2 separate regions of the Oryctolagus cuniculus genome follow, and region 1 is linked to region 2. The links are chromatin contacts, called in public Hi-C maps. All regions are on one chromosome and are shown on one strand. The core of a region is the stretch at or near the end of the contact, and the rest is flanking DNA. Distances in the headings are between cores, read along the strand shown.

Region 1 (4,303 bases), core at 750-3,249, 190 kb before region 2:
TTCTGAAGTACCTTTGCACACTGCAGGGCTAAAGGTCTCTGGCACCTCCTGGTCCTACAGCACTTTCCAGTTGCCAGAATGCATGCGTCATCTCTTAACAATACGCCATCTAATAAGTGGAACAGGCTTTTTTAGGTCTGTATTTCACTGGTGACAAAATTGGGATTCCTGGGGCCCGCATTGTGGCACAGAAGGTTAGGCTGCAGCCTGCGACACTGACATCCCATGTGGGTGCCGGTTCAAGTCCTGACTGCTCCACTTCCAATCCAGCTCCCTGTTAATGCGCCTGCGCATGCGGCAGAGCTAACCCAGGGACTTGGGCCCCTACAACACAGGGGAGAGACCTGGATGGAGTGCCAGCGCTTTGCAGAGTGAACCAACAAATGGACAATCTCTCTCCCTCCCTCCATGTCTGTAACTCTGCCTTTCAAATAGATAAATAAATAAATCTAAAAAATAAAAATCAAACAACCCTGTGATTCTAAAAGGGCAAATCAGATCCTGATGCTACCTCAGTGCTTAGCCCACTCCACCGGGTGGCCTCGGAGACTGCATCTCACAGACTAGGGCCCGAGTGAAACCAGCCCTGCGCTGGCACAGCTTCAGGCTGGCTGGGGCTTAGCACACCTTGTCCCCTCCCCTCCCATCCAGGGAACCTCCAGGACCAGGACGGAAGCCCCCACTCTGGGGGGCAGCAGACAGACATGGGTAGGACAGCTACTTCTCTCCTCCTGCGAGGGGCCCACGGCCCTCTTTCCTTCTCCCCTCTATTTTGAGAGCCCTATGGTGTCCTGCCTGTCCCCAGTGCCGTTCAGACTGGGCCCTATTCTCCCAGCCCCTGAACTAGGTGGAGGATGCTGGCCCCCCCTCCCCCAGGGGCTCTTAGCCCCAGCCTTTGGCCCAGGGGCTCCGCATCGGGCCAGTCCCTTTCTCACTGCCCGGCTCCCTCCCCAGGGGCCCTTAATCCATCTCAGCCAGCAGGAAGCCCTTAAGCTGCCTTTTCAGCGGCCTTCCCCAGCCCGCTGCGGGCCCTGGGCCTTTCTATACCACCCTTGGCAGGATCTGTGTTATACAAGCTGGAGAGGGCCACCCCCGCAAAGAGGTCACCGCGCCTGCCACAGCTTCCAGCCCCAGCAGCCTGTCCTGCCGGTGCCTTCCCCGCTGGCACCCCCGGGCACCAGGAGCCCCCGCCACGCACATCAAAGCCCCAGCCTGGGTCCAGGTGGGGGCAGGGAGAGGCAGGGGACAGTGGGCAGGAGGCCAGGGCCAGGGCAAGCGTGGCAGGCAGGAGGGGGCCCCTCTGGCTCTGTGCCTTGTGGTCTCTCCATCTCTCTGATTCCGGCCCCAGCCCCCAGCTCCTCCATGCCGGCTCACAGCACTCCTTGGAAGCGCTGCTGCTGTGGCCCAGCCCGCGGCTGGGAGGGCAGCTCCGGAGGAGGCCGGCCCTGTGTTACACACAGGAAGAGATGGGCCGAGAGGTGGGGGGAGGGCTGGTACGGGGGACAGGTTCCTTCTCTCCTAGGCTGTGGGCGTGGGAGGCAGGGGTTGCTTGTCCCAAGCTGGGGACCTCACAGCTTGGATCCTTCCAGAACGGACTTGACTTCCATCCCCAGGCCTGCAGCCCAGGCAAGTATATTCTTCCTGGTTCTGATTTTGCGCTTGCAGAATTTTGGTTCTTGCACGGGCCCTACCCTGCCCTCCGCCTTTCTCCTCCCTCCTTCTCCAGGAAAAAGGCACCCCCACCAAGGCCCCTTCTCCCCAGCCCTGCCTCCAGTCTCCACTCCAGGAAGCCAGGCTGCTGCTAGCGAGGCTGAGGAGCGCGCTGGGAGACGAGTTGGGGGTGCCGCTGGGAGGTCTGTTTGTAGTTCAGATTCCTCTCATTCCAGGCGCAGCAGGCTCTCGCTAGGGAAGGGCTGCGGCGGGGAGGGGGAACCTGGGGGCGCAGCTGCAGGGAGAGGAGGGGAGGGGGTTTGCTCCTCCTGCTCGGACCCCCAGCCATAAGCTGGGACCCCCCAGAAGCTGCTTGGACAGTCAAGCCCCTCCCACCCCCACTGAGGCCGTCCTGCCTTTCTTTGCCTGCGGAACAGTCTGTGTCTGTCCTTTTGGGGTGCTCAGAGACGTTTGGGGCGATGTCTGAAGAGGAAGGCAGCCCCAGCAAGAAGGGGGCCAAGAGCGTTCTCCCGCTGGAACCGCAGATTCTGACCCGAGCCTTGAGTCAGCGCATTTGCCCCTCAGTACTGCTGCCCTAGGCCCCAGGGGTCCTCAAGGGTTAATCCGAGGGACCCAGCTGAGAGGGAAAGCAACCTGAAACCCGCGGGGGCTCCAGGAGTCCCACACCTGCCAGGACTCCCTGGAAAACGTCTTCCTCCCACTGCCCCGCCCCGATGGGGGGGGGGGGAGCGGCGGCGGCGAGGACAAACGGGACAGGCTTGTGGCTTGTGCTGGGCCTCCGGAGTGGAGCCTTCCAGAAGATTCACATTCCCTTCTTGGAGAAGAACCTGAGCTGTGCAAAGGAATGCAGAGAGGAAACAAAGTTAAGTCCTCTGAGTCCCGGTCCCATCCAGTCCGAGCCCAGGGCTCTGCCCCTGCGTGTGCACACACACACACACACACACACCCGGGGCCAGGTCTGCCTCGGCCCCCATGGCCTCTGACTGAGGGGCTGCTGCCGGGTTACACAGCAGTGTGCACCACCTTAAGCTTCCTCTCGCAAAGCAGTGGTGCCCAGGGATCCGTGCTTCTCACTGAATCCTCACTTCAGAGGGGCGGGACAGATTCATTATGCCCATTCTGCAGATGGAGCGACTGAGACTCCGAGAAGCAGAATGACCCACTGAAGGCCACAGAGCAAATGAGAACCGAGACCTGGACCCAAGCACTTAGTGTCGCAAATCTACAACGTGGCTCCTCAGCATGGAGTTAAGTTTGTTCTTCACGTTCCTTCTTCTGAGATGGGAGGCCGGAACATCCTTGGGATTGCGTGTGGCTTCAGGGCAGACTGTGGCCTGGCAGTTAAGACGCCACCTCCTCTAGTCAAGGGCCTGGGCTGTGTTCCCACCTCCTCTAGCCCAGGGCCTGGGCTGTGTTTCCACCTCCTCTAGCCCAGGGCCTGGGTTGTCTTCCCGAGCTGCTCCTGATTCCAGCTTCCGCTACTCTAGACCCGGGTGATGACTCAAGGCACTGGGTTCCTGCCATGCCACACAGGGGAGCTTCAGCCTGCTCCAGTCTCTACTGCCGTAGGCGTTTGGGGAGTGAACCTGCAGACGAGAGAGCTCTGTCTTTCACATACATAAAGTATGTAAAGCAATAGCACGTTAAATGTGGTTTCAAGCAGCTAGATAATCTTGTCAAAACTGGAGGTTGGAGACCTGGACCTTAGAAACCTGATTGCTCATTTCTCCTTCCCCGGGGCTTAGCTTCTTCCACTCCCAGAGGGTGGGCTCCAGGACAGGGGGCGGCGCCGGCTGAGCAGGGCCAACCACCCCATGGGAGCAGTTGTCACACTTTGGCTTCCTTAACACAGGGAGCACTGATTCACTGGCTCAGCTGAGTATCTATCATATGCCAAGCACCAAGGGTGGCCCAAATACCAAGGCACTGCCTCTGCCCTCCAGAGGTGATCTTTTTTTTTGGGGGGGGGGGGTGGCGGGGTTGGAGAGACATTGTGTATGCAAGTAAGGTATGTCAACTGCTAAACTCCAGCCGAGAGGGCCAGAGAGGTGTCGATGTTGTAGGGTCGATGTTGTAAGCCACTGTTCGCCATGCTGGCATCCCATGCCAGGGTGCCAGTTCCAGTCCCTCGCTGCTCTACTTCAGATCCAGTTCCCTGCTAATGAACTTGGGCCCCTATACTCATGTCAGAGACCTGGAAGAAACTCCTGGCTCCTGGCTTTGGGCCGGCCCAGCTCTGGTCATTGTGACCATTTGGGGAGTGAACCAATGGATGGAGGACCTCTCTCTCTCTCTCTCTCTCTCTCTCTCTGTAACTTGATTTTCAAATAATTAAATAAATAAATCTTTTTTAAAGAAAATAAGATCATTATGGTAGGGTCCTAATCCAATAGGATTGATGGCCTTATAAGAAGAGAAATCTCTCTGTGTGTGTCTCTGTCTCTATATGGATAACCATATATGTTATAGAATCATACACTATTCATACGTACATGAATAATACAAAGCAGAGTAGCGAGGACTCGAACTGGCACTCCCATATGGGATGCATTTGTCATAAGCGGTGGCTTAACCCGCTGCGCCACAGTGCTGGCCCCGGAGGAACAGATGTGCCAGTTAATACAGTCACAGA
Region 2 (4,400 bases), core at 1,337-3,836:
CTCGGGGTCCCTCCCAGAGCCAGCGCCCCATCCCTGACCCCGCGGGCCCGGGGCGCTGCCAAGTCTCCCTCGCAGCGGGCTGGGGCGTCGGGAGAGCGCAGGAGAGGCGGAGCTGGCGAGCGGCGGGAAATGGGCTGTTCTTCCCACTTCGCTGATGGGGACACTGCGGCTCGGTCCACTTCTAGGCAGATGCGGTGCAGACCTCGCAGCGGGCAATCGCCCCGGTCAAACAAGGTTTCTCGGGCAGTAAAGAGCCGCCCCCCCTCCCCAATGCAGGCGCGGTTGGAATGCCGTCGGAGAGCCCAAGATGATTTTATGCAAGTCCCCATTTCAGCTACAGGAAAACTGAGGCCTGAACGCGCACGGCGAGTGCGGGATCGAGACTGGCGCCCGAGTCCTGGTCCCGCAGTGCGGCGCCCTTCCCGCTCCTGGCCCCTGCGCTCCGCATCCTTGCTACCTGCAGGGAAACGCCGCGGCCCCGATGGCGGCAGACGTCGAGGGGGACGTGTACGTGCTGGTGGAGCACCCCTTCGAGTACACCGGCAAAGACGGGCGCCGCGTCGCCATCCAGCCCCTCGAGCGCTACAGGCTGCTGCGCCGCAGCACCGAGCACTGGTGGCACGTGCGGCGCGAGCCCGGCGGCCGCCCCTTCTACCTGCCCGCGCAGTACGTGCGCGAGCTGCCGGCGCTCGGCGACCCTGCCTCGGCCGCGCCTCCACCCACGCTGCTGCACCCAGGCCCCTCAGCGCCGGAGCCGCTGACCTACGACTACCGGTTCGTGAGCGCGCCCTCGCCCGACGGCTGCCCCGCCAAGCCCCGAGGGCGCGCCAGCTCTCTGTGCGGCCCGGCGCGGCGCGGCGCGGCGGCGAAGCGCAGCCACCCGGCGCCCGGCCTGCCCGCCAGCCTGTACCTGCGACCCGCGGCGCCCGTGCGCCCAGCGCAGTCCCTGGACGACCTGGCGCGCACCGCCGCGCCCCCTGCCGGCCTCCTCGGGAGCGCGGGCCGCTCCAAGGCCTGCAGTGTGGCGGGCTCCTGGGTGTGCCCGCGGCCGCTGGCGCGCAGCGACTCGGAGAACATCTACGAGGCCATCCCGGACTTGCGCGGCGCACCGCGGGCGGAGAGCCCGACGCAGGTAGGCTGCCCGGAGCGGGAGGCGGGCACGCGAGGTGTGTGTTGGGGGGGGGGGGTCCGCTGGCCCTGGCCCAGCTCACTTTCCAGAGGCTCCCGTAGCTCAGGAGGTGGCAAGCTAGAACCGGTGAATGACCTTGATTTAGCTCGCTTGGCGGGGATGCCCTCGTTCTGCCGCAGAAATGCTAATGAGCTTGTTGGCAGGGTGCCGCCCCCGTAACGTTCTGTAACCTGCGGCAGGTGTGACCCCGCGTGACCCTCCAGAAGCCCTGAAACCCCGGAGGACGCGGCCTGCGCTCCTCCCGGGAGCTGGGGCCCGCGGAGCTGTAGGACGTGGAGGTCGCGCGTCGCCTCCCTTTTTGTCTGCTCCCAGCATTTCGGTTCCTTCTTCCGTCAACTCGAGATGAGTTGGCCTCAGAAAGAAGCCCAGCGAGACGAGGACTTTCTTCTCCTTTCTCTTCCGAATGCGGTTGTGTTGACTTGGGGGCTGGAATGCAGGGCGCGTTTGAATAGCACTTTCACATCCCCAGGGTGCTCCGGAGAGCACGAGCCCCCGGAGTTCAGGAGCAGTTCCCGGCGGCGGGGCAGCCCCGGCCCGCGTCGGCCGCCAGCCCTGTGCCGTCGGCCCCGCCGCCTCTCTCTCCGCTGCTGGGGAGCCTCCGTTTATTTCTCTCTGTACCCGGTGTGATCCCCGTAAGCACGCATGCCAGCCACGGGCCGGGGCTGAGCCAGGGGTGCGCAAACCCAGCCGCCCCCACTTCTCCCTCAAGTGCGGAGTCTGGGGTTTGAAGCCACAGAGACTCGAGTTGGACTCCGCTGGGTCCCCAAGTGTGACCACAATAGCAAAGGACTAGGGTTGTAGAGGGAGCGTGTAGGAGAGGAGGCGTGGACTGCTGGGCACGGAGCCCGCGGCGCACCGAGACTGGCCCTGGCCCCTCTGCGTCCCTCGGCCCCAGCGTGCGCCGCTGCCCTCGGGCGTCTGCGCGGCAGCCCGCCCCCTCGTGGCCAGAGCGGAGAACCGCACCTGGGGGCGGGGACCGCGACGGGGCCGGTCCCTGTGTCCCCAGCAGCACACCTCCTGACGCCTCCACCCTCTGTGTCCTGGTCACTGTGGGAGTGTGTCTGCCCTTCTCGGAGGCGAGCTCCGCCGCGGATGGCCCCGCAAGCGTGCGCACAGAGAATGTAGAGGAGGGGCGAGGCGCGGCAGCCCCTTACCCAGGAGCCAAGGCTCTGCGGGTCTGCCCAAGGGCCACCACCCTAGGTCCAGGCAGGAAGGAGCCCCCTGTCCCCGCGTGTCGCTGCTACCAGAGTCGCTGCCGGTCGTACCTATGCCCCTCCCCCCTGCAGGTGCTGCAGCTTCCCTGCTGGCTGCGGTGTGAGGAGGGTGGGGCACAGAGCAGGCTCTGGAGCCCTGGGTATTGGCCCCACTTAGCAGCTCTGTGCCCTCCTGGTATAGCAATGCCACCCCCACCCTCACTCCTCACCCCTTGTGGTCACAGTTTCTTTGGTGGCAGCTCTGGGTCTCCCTGACTCCAGGTCCCCAGCAGCTTCCCTGGGTGGGGAATTGGCTCTCCCCTGGGAAAGACCCCACCCTGCTCTCAGCCCTGGGGAAGCAGCTTCCTGTCTCCCTCCCTCGGTCATTGCATTGACTGCATTGACTGAACACCTGCCAAGCCCCAGGTAAGCTTTCAGGTCTGGAGGTGACCAAGGCACAGCCATGGCCCTGGAACCCGCCCTCAGGAGCAGGAAGCGGGCCAGAGGGGACAGATGAGCTGTCCTCAGGGTGTGAGGGCACAGGCCAGGTGTGGAAAGCCGTGTGTCTTTGGGGCCTCGCAGCAGAGCATGGAGTTGGAGTGGGTGGTGCCCAGCCGGGCCCTGGCAAGGAATTTGGACTTTATCCTGAATTCTTGGAAGGCTCTCAGCGGAGAAGGGCGTGGAATTGAGCAGAGAACCCCGGGCCAGGGCTGCAGGAGTGGCCAAGACTTCTGTAGTCCTCTGGGGTTGGTGGGCTGGGGGTGGGGGGAAGGAAGTCGGGCTGAGGTCCAGCTTCCTGGTTTGTACTCACAGGCAGACAGCGGGGAGGGGTGGGGGGAGGAAAGATGGGGCTCCCTGGATTGAGGTGACAAAAGGAGGAAAGGAGGCGCCCGGGAGGAAGTGACAGCCAAGGAACATGGCGGAAAAGCAGGACAGCACTGGCCCTGAGGCTGAGAAATGGGGGGGGGGGGAGGTCAAGGTCAATAAAGGCGGAGGAACACCAGGAGGCCACGAGTCGAGGGGGCTGAGGGTAGGGGGTCAGGGGAGTGCAGGTGAGGATGTGGATGTCACAGAGCCAGGCCCAGCAGGGAGGCCTTGTAGGCCCCGATGGAGGCTGCCCCCGCTTAAGTGGATGGGTAGGGGCTGGAGGGGAGGAGGCTGAGGACAGGGAGGAGTGAGGGAGGGGCAAGGAGCTAACACGAGTCACTGGGGAGGGGGAGGGGTGCCCATCTGGTGGACGTCAGCTCAGAGCCAGGGACCCCCCAGGAGAGAGGGGCCCCTACTCTTTGTGGTATTTGTGGCCTGTCATTCAGATTGTCCAGAGTGAGCGCCTAGTGTATGCACGTCACTGAGCTGGGCACTGGGGACAGTGTGGTAAGGCGCAGTCCCCATGGGGCTGACGGTTCTGTGGGCTCTCACTCAAAGGTCCAGGTACCGGGCAAGCTCCCAGCTGCTGCGAGGGCAGCACCACCTCCCCACCCCCATTTTTCTTGGGTACAAACAGGGGTTCAGAGAGGTTGAGGGACTGGCCGAAGGTCACACAGCCAGGGAGTGGCTACGTCCAGGTCAGCTCCAACCTCCTGACCCCCTGGCCACCAGGCTCAGTCTCACCTTCAGTGCTGGCCACCCTGTTGCCCTGGGCCCCAACAGCACACTTTTCTGAGCGCCTTGTGCACTCAGCCCTGTGGTAGGCATGGGCCCTGGGGGAGGAGGTTTGTTCCAAACCTGACCTTGCTGCCTGCAGCTGGGGGAGGGGGGCAATAGCAGATGGCCCAGGAGAGGGCAGAGGCCAAGGCTTCTGAGGGGGGAGGTGGGGGGAAAGGCCGGGAAGACTCCCCACCCCCACGCCAGGAGGCCACTCAGGCAAAAGCCGCAAGGAGCTACTGGGGCTCCTCCCCTAGGCTGTGGTCCTGACGGGATTTCAGGTGTGGTCACCGTCCCTGCCCCAGGGCCTCATAGCAGCCGGGCTGCAGCCCTGGACAGGTGCCCGCCGCTGCTGCCAGGGCATTGCGCCCGGG

What was found. A called contact is a pair of places that touch in the nucleus more often than the background predicts.
Region 1: a contact with region 2 is called in a Hi-C map of embryonic fibroblasts, with 2.2 times the contacts expected there. The contact joins two enhancer-like sites. A contact is called at or near these places in 5 of 6 Hi-C or Micro-C datasets (ear pinna, embryonic fibroblasts, psoas muscle and 2 more).

The regions. Positions count from the first base shown.
Region 1 is chr17:18,783,992-18,788,294 of mOryCun1.1, reverse strand. No RefSeq gene overlaps it. Among named protein-coding and RNA genes, the nearest start is that of FZD2, 10 kb to the right of the region's middle. Within about 2 kb of position 1,999, at least 2 of the 8 cell types and tissues checked have an H3K27ac peak or open chromatin away from gene starts, as enhancers often do.
Region 2 is chr17:18,591,942-18,596,341 of mOryCun1.1, reverse strand. It overlaps ARHGAP27 (Rho GTPase activating protein 27), which reads left to right. Exons shown (of 17, transcript XM_070060594.1): 2 at 277-1,132. The coding sequence starts at 482. Among named protein-coding and RNA genes, the nearest start is that of ARHGAP27, 5.2 kb to the left of the region's middle. Within about 2 kb of position 2,586, at least 2 of the 8 cell types and tissues checked have an H3K27ac peak or open chromatin away from gene starts, as enhancers often do.